2 separate regions of the Mus musculus genome follow, and region 1 is linked to region 2. A link is a contact called in public Hi-C data. All regions are on one chromosome and are shown on one strand. The core of a region is the stretch at or near the end of the contact, and the rest is flanking DNA. Distances in the headings are between cores, read along the strand shown.

The links. Hi-C and Micro-C count contacts between places; a contact is called where the count stands out from the background.
Region 1: a Hi-C map of the G1E-ER4 cell line shows a contact between it and region 2, with 3 times the contacts expected there. The contact joins two enhancer-like sites. A contact is called at or near these places in 1 of 15 datasets of contacts at CTCF or cohesin (the NIH/3T3 cell line), 9 of 484 Hi-C or Micro-C datasets (the G1E-ER4 cell line, the N1E-115 cell line and uterus), 1 of 115 datasets of contacts at active chromatin or transcription factors (stem cell-derived neural progenitor cells) and 1 of 9 other capture datasets (embryonic stem cells).

The regions. Positions count from the first base shown.
Region 1 is chr12:79,981,556-79,989,350 of GRCm38.p6, forward strand. No RefSeq gene overlaps it. Among named protein-coding and RNA genes, the nearest start is that of Gm36834, 34 kb to the right of the region's middle. Within about 2 kb of position 1,901, at least 32 of the 459 cell types and tissues checked have an H3K27ac peak or open chromatin away from gene starts, as enhancers often do. A contact at or near this core is called in the G1E-ER4 cell line, where this site is marked.
Region 2 is chr12:79,762,231-79,768,916 of GRCm38.p6, forward strand. Rad51b (RAD51 paralog B) reads left to right here. Exons shown (of 11, transcript NM_009014.3): 9 at 4,841-4,944. Among named protein-coding and RNA genes, the nearest start is that of Gm36048, 33 kb to the right of the region's middle. Within about 2 kb of position 4,616, at least 11 of the 459 cell types and tissues checked have an H3K27ac peak or open chromatin away from gene starts, as enhancers often do. A contact at or near this core is called in the G1E-ER4 cell line, where this site is marked.

The DNA of each region.
Region 1 (7,795 bases), core at 651-3,150, 220 kb after region 2:
ATCTGAACTCAGGCATGTTTGCATGTGTATATATGCCTATGTGGGTATGTGTACATTTGAATGTAGGTATGCATGTACATGTATGTGCTTTTGTGTGTAAAGGTCAGAGATCAACATCAGGTTTCCTCCCCTAACACTCTCCACCTTCTTTTTTGCAATAGGGCCTCTCACTGAAGCTCAGTTCACCACTGGGTGGACCAGCTATCCAGGGAGCTCCTGCAAGCTGCTTCTCAGCACTGGCTTTTTACAGGAGTGTTGGAGATTTGAACCCATACCCTTCATGGCTGTGCAGCAAACACTTCTCCAGCTAGGCCATCTTCTTAGCTCTCTGTAAGAACTATTACTATTGTTGCTGTTGTTATTATTATTATTGGGTCTCTATTTCTCCAAGATTTTTTTATATTGCCTTTTAATTTGGTTCACATTACTTTTCAAAGTAAATCCATTTAAATATTTTATGTTCTCAATCCCGGCGTCCCATATTGTTTCCCTTGTTTTTATCCTGCAAGCCTTTTTTAGAGATTAACATGCCATTTATTTGTATTTTCTTTCAGAAGGTTTTTTTTTAATTATTTTTATTTTACATGAATTGGTGTTTTGCTTGCTTGTTTGTCTGTGTGAGGGTGTCAGATCCCCTGGAACTGCAGTTATAGACAGTTGTGAACTGCCATGTGGGTGTTGGGAATTGAACAGGGTTCTTTAAAAGAGTAGCCAGTGCTCTTAACTGCTGAGCCATCTCCCCCACTCCACCCCACCCCACCCCAACCTTTTTTTTTTTTATGTGTCTTGCATTCAACTAAATAAACCATAAGAGGTTTCTCTGGAAATGTTACACAGTAAGATTCTAGATTCACCTTTTTCTTCAAATCTCTAATGTGTCTCAGCTTTATTAAAAAAATAATAAAGTCTTTCCTTTTCAATGACACATGGTACCACACATTTAAAAAAAGAAAAAGAAAGAAAGAAAAGAAAAGAAAAAAAACAAAACAAATAGCAAAAGAAAAGATCCAAGTTGGCCATGGTAGTGCATGCCTTTAATCCCAGCACTGGGGAGGTGGAGCCAAGTGAATCTCTGTGAATTTAAGGCCAGTCTTGTCTATATAGTGAGATGCAGGAGAGATGGCTCAGCAGTTAAGAGCACCGACTGCTCTTCCAAAGTTCATGAGTTCATGAGTTTCAAAGTTCATGAGTCCCAGCAACCACATGGCTCACAACCATCTGTAATGGGATCTGATGCCCTCTTCTGGTGTGTCTGAAGACAGCTACAGTGTACTCACATATAATAAATAAATAAATCTTTTTAAAAAAAAAAACAACAAAACAAGATGAAATTCATTTTCTTTTATTATATCATTTAGTCTCTCTGTGCATGGTTATAGCAGCGATACAATGAGGCTCCAATGTGATTCACTTATATATCTAATAAAGTACTTCACCTGTGGCTTCATCCTACCTTAGGCATACTCTAGATTCTGAGAAATAACTGCACATTACTTCTTTCTGTTTGGTTTTAAGAGATCTGGTGTGTCTTTGCTTCCTAGACTAATCCCAAACATTCTTAACTCAGGTAATCCTCCTGCCTCAGCTTTCCGAGCTTGCATGATCATTTCTATCAACCCTGGAAAATCAACAATAAGTGTCTGAATTTGAATACACACAATTCAAAATGCCCTCTGAGGTCAGAAGAACACTTTAAATCAGTGAGGTTAAGCTAGGAAAAAAAAGTGTGTGGGGGGGGGGGCGTGGGTGGAGGCTGCAAAGAGCATTCAGAGGGAGAATACGCAGGGTGCCCGACGAGTTGCTCAGCTTTGTTTGACCTTGAGTAAGTTGTGTAGTCTCTCTGGGACTCAGGTTCCTCATTGCTAAAATGACAGGGTTGGCCTAGTTGACAGCCAAGCCCCTTCCTGCGCTGACATTTGCTGACAGTGATGCCCCTCTGGGGAATATCAGATTAGGGAAGAAGCAGATCTGTGTGTCAGTCAGCAGGCAGCCCTATCATTAGAAGACTAAGCAGAACACGGCCCTAGGACTGATGGCCAGGGATACAGGGCACCAAAGTCAGTCCTGGTGGTATCCAGGGCAACCTTAGCACCAGGCATCAGAGTGAAACACGAAGGTGCTGGACTTGTAGATCAGAGATCAACAGCACAAAAATTAAAGCCTCGGTAAGAGGGGTCCTTGGAGGAAAATGTTAAAAACAAAATAAATGAATAACTCCTTAGGCTAGAAAAGGACGTGTTTGGATGGCTCTAGCTTTGAGTTCCAAGGGTTACAGAAACTACTTTATAGAGAACATGGCAGTCTTGTTGCAGTAGAACAGAGGTCCACTCAAGCCAACTGAGTCTTTCAGGGCTGGGAACATGAGTTTAAGTGCGACTCAAAGGGAAAGACAAACTGCAGGGACTCAGCTCTGGTTCCCACAAGTGTCCCTCCCTGAACCTCTGTTCTCAGTGCCTCACTGCCAGCTGCCACTTCACTGTAAAGTCAGCTCTGAGACGAACCGCACTCCATCCTCTGCCTATCTTCCTAGTCGCTGTGTCTGTGGCCCCCTGGCCCATGCTTTCCAATTAACTCTAGATTCCCCTGAGCAGACTCTTTTACCCTCGCTTAGTTTTCAGTGTCAAGCCACATCAATCACTGATAATTGCCAGCTAGCCAAAGAAAGGGTCACCCTCAGGTGTCCTGACCCAATCATATGTGAGGAAGGGAGGAGAGGCATGTGCCCGAGGTCATGACTATGTAATTTCTTAGAACAAGTTGGGTCAGTATGTGAGTAGACCAGCCAATGACGGACACCTTCAGCAAAGAGGCCAGTGTCTTAACAGGACAATATATGAGAACAAAGTAAGCCTGAACTTTTATACAGAAACCGGTTGGAAGAGCCCCTCTCAGGACAACCTCTGAAATCCTGTGAGATTCCTGCCTCTTTGAGGCAGGCTAATGGAGTTGCCTCAGGCTGGGGCTGGGCAGCAGGGCTTCTGAGAGTCATTTCTTTGTTTCTTAGCCTTGGAGCGCAGAGAGCAGTGTGGTTCTCAACCTGTGGGTCTCGACCCCTTTGGGGGTTGAATACCAGATATCCTATATATCAGATATTTATATTATGATTCATAATGGTAGCAAAATTATAGTTATGAAGTATCAACGAAAATAACTTTATGACCAGGGGTCAGAACAACATGAGGAATTGTATTAAAGGGTTGCAGCATTAGGAAGGCTTAGAAATTCTGGTATTGAGTATAGTGATTCCTCTGACTAGTCAGATTTCTCCATTCAAAATGTCTGGTCTTGGCTGATGGGAGGTTGGCTGGTTGGGGACTATATAAAGCACTGATTCTGATCATAACTTACTAGAGGGGACACACACACACACACCTACCTCCCAGCCCCTCTGTGTTGGCTTAGCCTATGAATATCCAGTTTCTATCTTTTCTTATAAGCCAATTTGCAACTCAGTACCTTTACCACTGACATGATTAAGTTTAGGAGGAAAAAAAAAACAAATAAAACCTCAATGACTTCAAACTCACAGTTTTGATGAATATAGACGTAAAGTCGGAAGAAAGCTTCCTCTATCCAGAACATAGCTCCCCACATACCTCACTATCTAAAATAAGACCAGAGCTTGGAGATGAGCCAAGAGGTGTCTAAGCAGCCAGATGAATCCACCTAAACCCATACTGGACTGTTTAGAGAATCATACAACCAAAGCAACTGTGTCCCTGGAGGGCTGAGTGGTCTGTGGCCCTTTAAGACTGACTGGTTGAGTCCTGTGGAATGGGGAACTTTGGATCCCTTACTCATGTTGTATTGGTACCCTTTTGGTCACATAGAAATTTAATAAGTTTGCATAGATGGTTTCTCAGTCCAGAACAGACTAAAGGAAGAAAATTAGCTAAGAAAAAGACGGGTTGTGAGGTTGCTGCAGGGAATATACCATTTTCCTGCTGGTTTACAAAAGAAGAGATAAGACACTTGTTTTTAAAAAGACTAAAGATAAGCCATACACTGCTCTTCTGGAAGATCTAGGTTCAATTCACCACACCCACATTGGGTAGGTCACAACTGCCTCTAACTCCAGCTTCAAGGGAATCCGAATTCTCGCTTCCTCTCTTACCCACAGTCTCATGTACATACTCTCATCTAGATGCACACATATACACATAATTTTAAAGTAAGTAAATATTTTTAATGTAAAAAAGACCTATGAACCCCCAAAAGAACATAAATACACACATCTGAAGGCTCGGTGTGACTGGAATAACATTCTACTAACTAATACTTATAAATTCGACCATAAGCAGAGTTTTAAAATATTAAATTAAAATAAAAACATCCTAGCTAGATATGATGGTACATATCTGTAGTCCTATCTAATCAGGAAGTTGAGGCAGGAAGATCGATTGCTAGAGCTTATGAGTCCTCTATCAGCCTGGGCAACAACAGAGAGAGAGCCTTTCCAAAAAGAAAAATCCCAACCTATTCTACACTAAAATCTATTACCTATATGACAGTTTTAAAGAAAAGCTTTGACCAAAAATGATTGCATTTCATAAGCGTGCAATTTACGAGAACAAACTTCAAGCTAACTGGGATGTCCTGCCGTCTAAAGTGACATGTGCTGGCCTAGATGACTGAGGCTTCACCATTGCTTCAGGCAGACCCCCAAGGATACTAAAGGACAGCTAGGCACCAAGTCAGCCAGGAAAATGCTGTGACTTTGACTTATATGCTATTTGGAATCAACCAACAGGGGCTTAAGAAGGTTTTACTGTATTTGGTTTGCAGACTTTGCTTGGCACCGTCTCTTTAAAAGGCTGCCTGCCTTTGAACTAATCCTCTATTTATAATCCAGCTGGAGGAAGGCCTCTGCGATGTATACACATTCTTAGAATTTACAGAGTGCTGCTCTAGTCAGACCCCCATCCAAAGCCCTGCCTGATTCTCTCTCCTAGGAGAGCACCCCACACCATCCCGGAAGCATCTGGGTGCTGTGGGAGACAAGCTGCCTGGCATACCTAGGAATGCACCCCACATTCTTGGTGGGGAGCACAGGGCATGTTTGAGGCTGGGGCATGAGCTGGATTAAGCTCAGTAAACACCATCCCTCACTCCTGACAGGCCGTGCTGTTCAACAACCCCCTCCTGGAGGCCAGGGGCCAAGGTCTCATGTACAGCTTGCCCACTCCAGCCGCTCCTTTTTTTTTTATAACTCATTCCCTCCCCAAAAACGACAACGCCAACTTCACATTTTCCTTTTTCCCCCCTCACACAAATTATTGCAAGTCATGGCAGTCTAAATATAGCCCCCAGTCTGTTTTCCAGATGCTGGCTCGCCAGCCAGCCTCGACATTTTCCTGATGAGGTTCCAGCTGCTTCTTTGCTCTGGCCTGCCTTTCTCCTCTGTCTCACCTTTTTCCCCCCTCCCTGATATTCCTCCCCTCTGCCTCCCGGAGTCATTAGTCTTTCCTGACTCTCCAGTTCAAAGGAAAGTTCTAGAATCACAATCCAAAGCCTGACAGCCCCATCCCCAGCTCTCTAATGGTACAAGCGGCAGGATAGGGATATAATCTAGGGAAGAGTCAAGAGAGGCATGGGGTCCCTCAAAGACCCCTGCCAATCAGCTTCCCTGATGCGTGCTCAAACCCACATGTACTTGCTTGGTCCATAACCCATGGACTTCCTTGCCTATTTCTGCCTCTTGGGTCCTTGATGCCAAAAAGTGGCTGATGGCTGTCTCCATTTGACAGTCTCCTTCCAGGATGACAGTGGTTGGAGCACACTGGAAACCCACTTCCTTTGGGTTAGGTAATATCAATTCCTTTTGCCTTTCTTCATCAGAAGAGATGTCCAGAGTTTAACCATTTTCATGATTCTCTCTGTACAGCCTCCAAGTTGGCCACATCCCATGTAGGATGCGGACTCGGGCCTTGACTCCCTCTGAGTTAATAAGGGTTTGGTTCCTGATGCATGGGAGCAATTTCCCTGAAGCTCTATCAAAGGCCCCTACTTTTAAAAAGATGTGATGTGTGACCACACCCAACCTGAGCTACACTCTAATGATACATTGGTCTTTTTGTACCCTAAAAGCAAAGTTTTCTATACACATGTATATTGTATTCCATCTTTTTCAGTGTGCTTGTGCGTGACAGTGAACTGAAGACCTTCTTTTGAAGGTCTCAAAGAGAACCGGTCCTATAGCAAGAGAATATATGACTATTACATCAGTTCTATCACTCCCTTGTATATAAATAGCTATTGGACATCCTTTTAGGCCAAACATTGGACATTCCATTGGCTTATTCCAGGGCTCAGCATAATTAACACCTGGGGACACACACCCTCAGGATAGACTGCTCCATGAATTGTGTAAGTTCAGCAGCATCCTTGCCCTCTAGTCACTAGTGCTAGTAATTCACACACAAGTTGTGATGAGCAAAAATGTCTACAATTATGGTCTCCCGAAGGCAAAGTCACCACAGGTTCTGAGCTTCTAACCTAGTGTGATAAATAGCAGAGGTAGGCTGTCACGGGCGCCCTACAGTCCAAGGCACTTGATGCATGTTCTGAAAGATGACTACATTTCCCACATAGCGACAGTGTTAGAGGGAGAATATCCCAAGTGGAAGACACAGCATGAACAAAGGTACTACGGTGTCCCAGAATGGATCAGCCGCTTGACATGAGCTATCTGATAAAAGACGATGAACTAGGGTGGGCCATGTTTGACCAGGATGTGTCTGTGAGGATGTGACCCTGAGGGTAAGAAACGCTCTTAAGTTGAGGAATGTGAAAAACATGTGTAATTTTGATCCGCAGACATGGAGGTGGGAAATATGTGGAGATAATTCAGAAAGAGGCCATTTATACTTGAATTGAGGTAGTAGGAGACAATATTTGAGGGATTGTTTGGAGACAGACATTACAGAACTCAGGCTCAGTGGGTGTGAGGGACGAGAGAGAAAAAAGCTGGAAAAGACCTCAGTGCCTCAGGATTGATAGACTCTTGGTGGTTAGCCGTCTCAACAAAGATCTTGTTCTATAGCCTGGCTGTACCCGCCTTATCTAGGGAGAACAGACTCTGAGACAGTTTCTACTGGGAAGTACTTATGTTCATCTTGCCTCCTGCTTGCTTTACAGTCAGACTAATGGAGGGCACCAGAACCCGCCTATGAGAGCCTTAGTTAGAGAATCCAGCTACTAGGCCAGCTTCTAGCAGGCGGTTTGCTCTGGGCCTCAGTTTACATATTTGTGATAAAGAGAGCTCCGGCTCCCAGCCTAAGTGGGTGTGCTACAGTGGGTCTGGCTGTTTCGGTGGGTGGTTCAGACCCCCGTGGGGACTTGGCATGCAGTGCCTCCAGTTGGCAAGGCTCATGAGTGGTTGTAATCAGGCCTGATGGAAAGGCCCCCTGACTCCACCACGGCCTTGAGCAGCTGCCAACTCCACAACCAGGCCTGCTTCAGAACTTGCCTGCAAGGGTTTTTTCCAGGATGTCTGCTTCCTGCAAATAGGGTTTCCAAAACCTTCTCAGGCCCCAGCAAAGCCCCCTTGGCTGTGCATCCAACTGTCTTTCATGGTCTGCAAGCTCAGTGGGAAGTCAGGAGACAAAGCTACTCCACTTGGCTGCAGGCAAGCCCTTAGCCTTCAACTCTCTCCCAGCCTTCCCAGCTAAGTTAAAGTGGAAGAGGGAGAGGCTAGGGAAGAGGCTACACGGATAGAGGCTGGCCAGGTGGGCCAGTCATTTGTGGGTAGAGGACATCAGGAGGCAAATGTGGGTGCATGCGTGTGTGTGTGTGC
Region 2 (6,686 bases), core at 3,366-5,865:
CAAAAATGGGAGGAAGGGAGAGTGCCCCAGTTTTCAGAACTTCCGCTGAAAATGAACACAGAGAAGACCTACTTATCAGTTTCCTAACCAATGAGGTCACTGGGCAGGAAATCACCTTTTATAAAGAGTCAGTAAGCAGACTCTCCCTGCTTTGAATTTTGCATAAACAGCATTAGTGAGCACTTATTCCAGCCCTCTCATGGGAATGCTAGAAACTGCAAAGACAGAAAGGACCACTAAGTTCTCCTGTAGGAAACAAGACCATGAATGTATAGTAACTGACAGCCTCCCTGTTGACCCCTCTCAAGTCATCTACCACCAGAGCCACCTCCAGTTCTTCTCTTGTGTTTGAAGCTGCGTGAAGTGACCTATCTTTCCTCTCCTAACCTGAGTTTAAGCCTCTAGCTTAAAGGTCAGCTGTAGGCCACCTGACTTGTGTGAATGCAGCTGCTAGGCCAGTTGAGCAAAGTTAAATAACTTGCCAAGCCAGGGCATGCATGTGCTGCCTTCGTTGAGACCTCTTGCCCTGTGTTATCACTGAACATCAGAACAAAGGAAGCTGACTGTGGAGTCTGAGTGACAAGCATTTTCATAGGAGTGATAAGATAACTTGTCAGGACCGTTCCTGAAATGGGCCTTTGGGCAATCCAAGACCCTTCTCAGCCCCTGTGCACAGGAGAATAACAAGATATTTGATCTTCAAGACCTGATGAGCCCAGAGAAGGCTAATCGAAGTAGGGGTTAGCAGCCTAGTTTTGAAACCTAGCTCTGCCGTTAATCAATCTACGTGACTTTAAGGAACTGCCTTCATCTCTCATAGCTTAAGTCTGTCAGTAGAACTGATAGTGTTGCTATCTCATAGGCTCAAAAAATGTGTACTGAGATATGAAATTCAAACAATGTAAGGTGCCTCTATTTGAGGGGTTTACATAGTGCCTAGTATATAGTAAAATTGGAAGCATTGTCTTCATCATTAGTAACTTTAAAGGCCTTGCTGGGGTTATTCTTACACTGGCCTGATGCTTGCAAGTGTGTCTGGAACACGTCTCCTCAAGGTCACTCACTCAGAGTTTTCCCTGGAAGCTTTTCTCTGTCATTTGCCCTTGCAGCCCTTGATTAGATCCCAAATATATCTGACCAAAGAACAGCCAAGTGTCTGCCACCCCTCCATCCCGCTCCCGTGGGCCTCGTGGTATAGAGTTTTTCATTTTGCTTTATTTTTGTTGGTTTTATAACCATTTGCTTGTTTATTTACTTTTATGAAATGTTTAAAACAGTCACCCATGCCCTGAACGTGTCTCTGATCTCTAGAACCATCCTTTGCCTTCCTTTAGAACTAGGACACTCCACCAGTTTTATCACCACCAAAAAAAAAAAAAAGTTGTAAGTTCTTAACCAATTAGTAACTCCTAATTGTTCACATGTAGCCTTTTCTTGGCAAACTGTGAAGCACAGCTTCACTTAATCCGCTCACTTAGGAGATGTATAAACAGCTGGCTGCTACAGTTAGCTTGAAAAAATGCAAACCTATTAATTTTAGCTTAAGGTAGAATTAAGAATGTAAATATGCTGTTAAAACAAGTCTATAACATGGTTCAGCATGGGAATAACTTATTAGTCATTTAGTCAGTGTAAGCATCCTTGTGTTAAGTGATACAGGGCCTGCTGGCACAAACCGGGCATGCCTCTGGCTCATTTATAATGTGTATTATACAAAAATCACACAAATAATATGCCACAATAGAAAATGGAGGTAAGTGAGAGGATTTTAAAAGGTATTTTGTAACTTTAGAGGAGGAAGGCAATAGTTATTTATTGTGATGATAAGAGAATTTGGCATTTGAGAGGCAGCTCTGGACACAGGGTAGAGTTGAGACATGAGGTCATACCATACATTTTCTATGAGCACATAGAAAATCTTGATGGGCACGAAGCCCATCTGTTTAGCTGGGGGGGGGGGGGTTGGGAGGTGCATGCCTTCAATCCCAGCACTTGGAGGCAGAGGCAGGCAAATCACTGTGAGTTCAAGGCCAGCCTGGTGTACAGAACTGGTTCCTAGACAATGAGGTCTACACAAAGAAACCCTGTCTTAAAAAACAAATACAGACAAAACAAAACAGAACACCACCAACAACAACCCTTTAAAATGTAAATTGAGGGAAATTTTTTATGTGGTGCTATGGAATTGAACCCAGGGCCTCGTATGTGATAAGCAAGTACTCTTCCACTGAACAATAGCCTCAGACCAAGTCCTCAAAACATTGATTTTTGGCTTTTCTTTTTAAAAGAAAAAATCAAAAGAGGTACTGGAGTGGTGGCTCAGCAGTTAAGAACATTCACTATTCTTACAGAGGACCTAGGTTCCACTCTCAGCACCCACGTGGTGACTCACAGCTCCCCATAACTCCAGTTACAGGGGACCTGACACCCTCTTCTGGCCCCAGTGGGCACCAAGCACACACATGGTGCACATATATACATAAAAATAGTAGCTAAATTATGGAATCAACCTATATCTATAGCAGAGGAGTGGTTAAAGAAAATACGGTTTATAGAGACACGTGGAATTTTTTTCAGACATGAAGAGAAATAAAATTATATCATTTGCAGTAAAATGGATGCAATTGGAGATATTTGTATTAAGTAAATTGAGTCCCCCAAAGGCAAATATTATGTATTTTTCTTACTCATACTTCCTAGATTTTATATAGATCCATAAAATCTTACATGTACATATGGTGTGAATATGAAAAGGAAACAATAAATCAAAGGTGGCTAATAAGGAGGGAGAAGAAAGAAAGGAGAAAACAGAGAGATATGGGGGAATGTGTTCAAAATGTGCTATCTACTTGTAGGAAAATATCCTTCTGTAACGCAGTACCATGAACAAAGCATATATAGCACTGGAGGGGGGGGGGGATAGTGGAAGAGAGATGGAAAGGTTGTGTATCTCCAGGAAATTGGAAGTGAGTTCATCTCTAAGGTGAGAAAGACCTGGCCTCTTACTAACAATGAACATGCATTTCATAACCACCCAATGGCTTTTTAGCATTTGGTACTATTTGGAAAAAACGCTGGCTGTGCCCAGTTCCCTGGGGTCCACCCAGATGAAGAAGAGAGAGATGAAAGACAGAAAGGCTAAAGACGTGCTCTCTCTGAGGCAAAAGTCAACAGAGAAGGCCAGAAGAGTCTGTAGGAGTGGGGAGCTTTATCGCCTGCTGATTCGAGGTCAAGGCTGGTGAGAACTGAGAAGTGGAAAGGACACAGGAAGCTCAGAGAGGTAAAGTCGGAGGGAGGGGCAGGGGCGGAAGACAAAGACCACAGAATATACTGTTCAGGCGTTCACATCTTATCCTCCGGCATGGAGGACCCAAGAGGATTGGATCAGGAGGCGAGGTCATCAGATTCACATAGCCAGATTATTTATTTTCACCTTCCTCTGTTCATGTTTTGGGTTGTGTACACATGAGCCAGGGATACTTTAAATTTTACTCTTTTCTATTTGATGCTAAATTCTTTAAACCTCCTCAATGAAGTCCATGCTATTGATTTTCACCCAGTGCATTACCTAACTTTGGGGTTCCAGAACTGTTGTATTATCAAGGGGTGCATAGACCCTTGTCAGAGTCCTGTGCTGTGCATTACAGGATGTTCAGCAACAACACTGGCCTCTACCTTCTAGAGGCCTGTAGCCCTCTCACTTAGGCATTAGCCAACAAAATCACCCCTGGCTAAGACCCACTGAACATCATTTCTCTGCTGTGGTTTTTAGACCCAAGAACTTGTGGCTGGGTGGAGCTGGTTCTACCTTTAACTTTGTCTGTCCTGGGGAAGAGGACCACTTGCTACTTGACCGTGGTGAGTTGCAGATGAGATGATGCCGTGAGGAGGCTATGAATGATGCCTCCGTTTGTTTCAGTTCATTCAGTGAACGTCTATGTTCTCAGTCTCCTCATTGATAGGAGATGGCGTCTCAATGGGAGGCAAAGTGTTCCATGGGCCCCCTCAGGCCAACTTCCCTGCCATGGCCTGGAGTCAAAGAGGGCAAAGATTGAGGAGGAGCCCTCAGGCTGTGCCAGACTTGGATTAGAGAGAGCTGGACTCCCTGAAGCAGGGCTTGGCAGCTTGCCTTTAAAGAGAAAGGGGGTTGGAAGTAGGGATGCTTTCTCCTGGTCGTGTCAAAAGAGATCAGTGAGGCTTTGCAGCTATGAGATAGCGGTCCACGTGCAACTTGAAGTAAGCTAGGAATTCACATGAAGTCCAGTTCAGATCCTCCTTGCAGGAAAGTCTTAGAGGGTAAAGGAATGTTTCTCTTGAAATAGAGCAAGCTAAAGCGGACTGGATACGAAAGGCTGAGCTCTCCCAGATTCCCTTTTGGCTGTGGATGTTCACAAGGAGAGAGGGCAAAGGAATGTCATATATGCCATGAGATTAATAAGGAAAACTGAGTTACGTTGCATAGCAATCTAAACGAAGATCTGCCAGTTCAACTAAACCAAGACCGCTCATAAACAATAGAGGAGCGCTGTGCCCTTCTGCCAAGGATGGGAGAGGTGTGGTTCTTTTTGAGTAGTGGCTTTGTTGCCACACCATGCATCTTCTTGTTAATGTGTAACTGCCTTTGTTTGCCCATTGGGGATCACTTTCTGCTAAAGCTGAAGGACTCCATGCTGACTCTTATTTAGTCCCCAGTTCCTTAGTGTTGGCCTTCTCTAACTCATCTTTTGTTGTGATGGAGCCTTGAGTACCCTTCTGAGTAAGAATAATGACTGAGCTTAAGTCAAATGCCATGTAAGGCAGGACCTCTCTGCAAACTGGGTTTTGCTCTGTCTCCTTTCAGGCACTTCTGGATCCAGCTGTTTGGTAGCTGCACTAGGAAACACATGGGGTCACTGTGTGAACACCCGGCTGATTCTCCAGTACCTTGATTCAGAGAGAAGGCAGGTGAGTGAATGCTCTCCCAGAGTTCTTCAAGTGTAAAGGTAAGAGAAAAAGATGAACTGGAAATCAGAGCATCTGAAGGTGGTCGCCACCATATCTGTCCTGGGCAAGAACTGACTGACCGTAAGGAAAACTCTCTTGTCCTAAGAGCAACTAAAATAAAACAGGTGGGGGGGTGGGAGGTGGGGGTGGGGATTGAAGTGGGGGTAAGAGTGGAGAGGTAGGCTGCAGGGGGAGGGGAGTTGGCCATATCACAGGAAAACAGTTTGAGAGTGAGTCCTGCGGTTAGCATTTCCTCAACATCTGTGAATGACTGGGGACCACTCTTGGAGATGAGGGATTTAAATTCCTCATCTCCAAGTGATTATTCTGTTAGGTATGTGTTCAAGACTAGCTAATTTGTGAGCAAATTAAATAGTTGCCATACCTTTTCTTGCCGTGTGTGTGTGTGTGTGTGTGTGTGTGTGTGTGTGTGTGTGTGTGTGTGTGTGTGTGTGTTTTGAGACCTTAAGGTGGACACCTTCTACTTAGTGCTAAGCCCAGTGTGTAGCTTTCACGTTGCCACATACGCTAGGGGTTTTAAGAACTAAGTATCATCAGAGGATGCTCTGAAAGCATAATGACTTCCTCAGGTCCCCCTGTTTAGACTTCTGGCCTCAAGAGAGAATCCCTCTATTCAGAAAGTAATACTGTCCACCCCCTACTTAATCTTCTCTCCCAACTCCAGAGAAAGGAACCCTAGAGCCTGATCTTTTTAAAACTCACAAAGGTTGTATCTCCTGATGCCCTGCCTCACCTTTATCCCACTTTTTGACCAGACTGAGTTGGCATCGCTCAGGAAATCTGGCAAAGGGAAAGGATTGGGTGAATACCCTGATGTTTTGAGTGGAGAAGAATTCACATGCCAGATTTGCCAGCTAAATACACAGCAAATCCAGGTTAATGAAGAAGGGGGTGGGACTGGTGGGCCTTTCCAGGGGAGATGGGGCAGGATGGTATTGCTTTTACAGCAGGAGATAAATTGACTCTTGTAGCAAGGAGCCAGGGATCATCAAATACAGACATGGGCATTTATTTGCCTTTTCCAGACAACTTTATGGATGTCCTTGGTTACAGACCAGAGGATTCTTCTTGATTTTCTTGGGCTTGTGTAAACAACATTTCAGCCTGGACACTAGGTCAGCCCTGTTCCGAGAAGATAAAGCTGCTTATTCCATCCAAGGAAGCATTCTTGTGTTTTCAAGCCCTAGCATGCCTGTTACTCAGGGACACCTTTCCACTGTGGTTCCGGTATCCTGGTTCTGAGGCCAACACTTTTCTTGATGGAATACATCCAGACGATTTCTGGAGAACCTAATGACCATTGGTGTGTCCCTTAGATGGATGAGTGTCAGTGGAAAAGCAGTGTGTAGCTAGCTATCCGAAAAGCACTGAAAAGAGCAACATTCTTTGTGAATCGGTGTGGGCAGAGGTCTCTGTGACCACCAGGGCTGGCAGAGTAACAGTCCTCGTGAGGTCAGAAGGAAATCCAGTTAACATGACTTAGCTGGTGTTGGTTCAAACTACAAAAGTCTGACACCAAGCAGTTTATTTTAGACACATTTAAGTACAATAAAACTTTGGGAATAAGTTTCCTGGTAAAGGTTATCTCAATCCTGTGTGCAAGGTAAAGCTTAAGGCAGGACTACATCAAAAGTCTTTTTTGCAAAGCACACGTGACCTCTTCTATTGATTAAGGGCCTAGG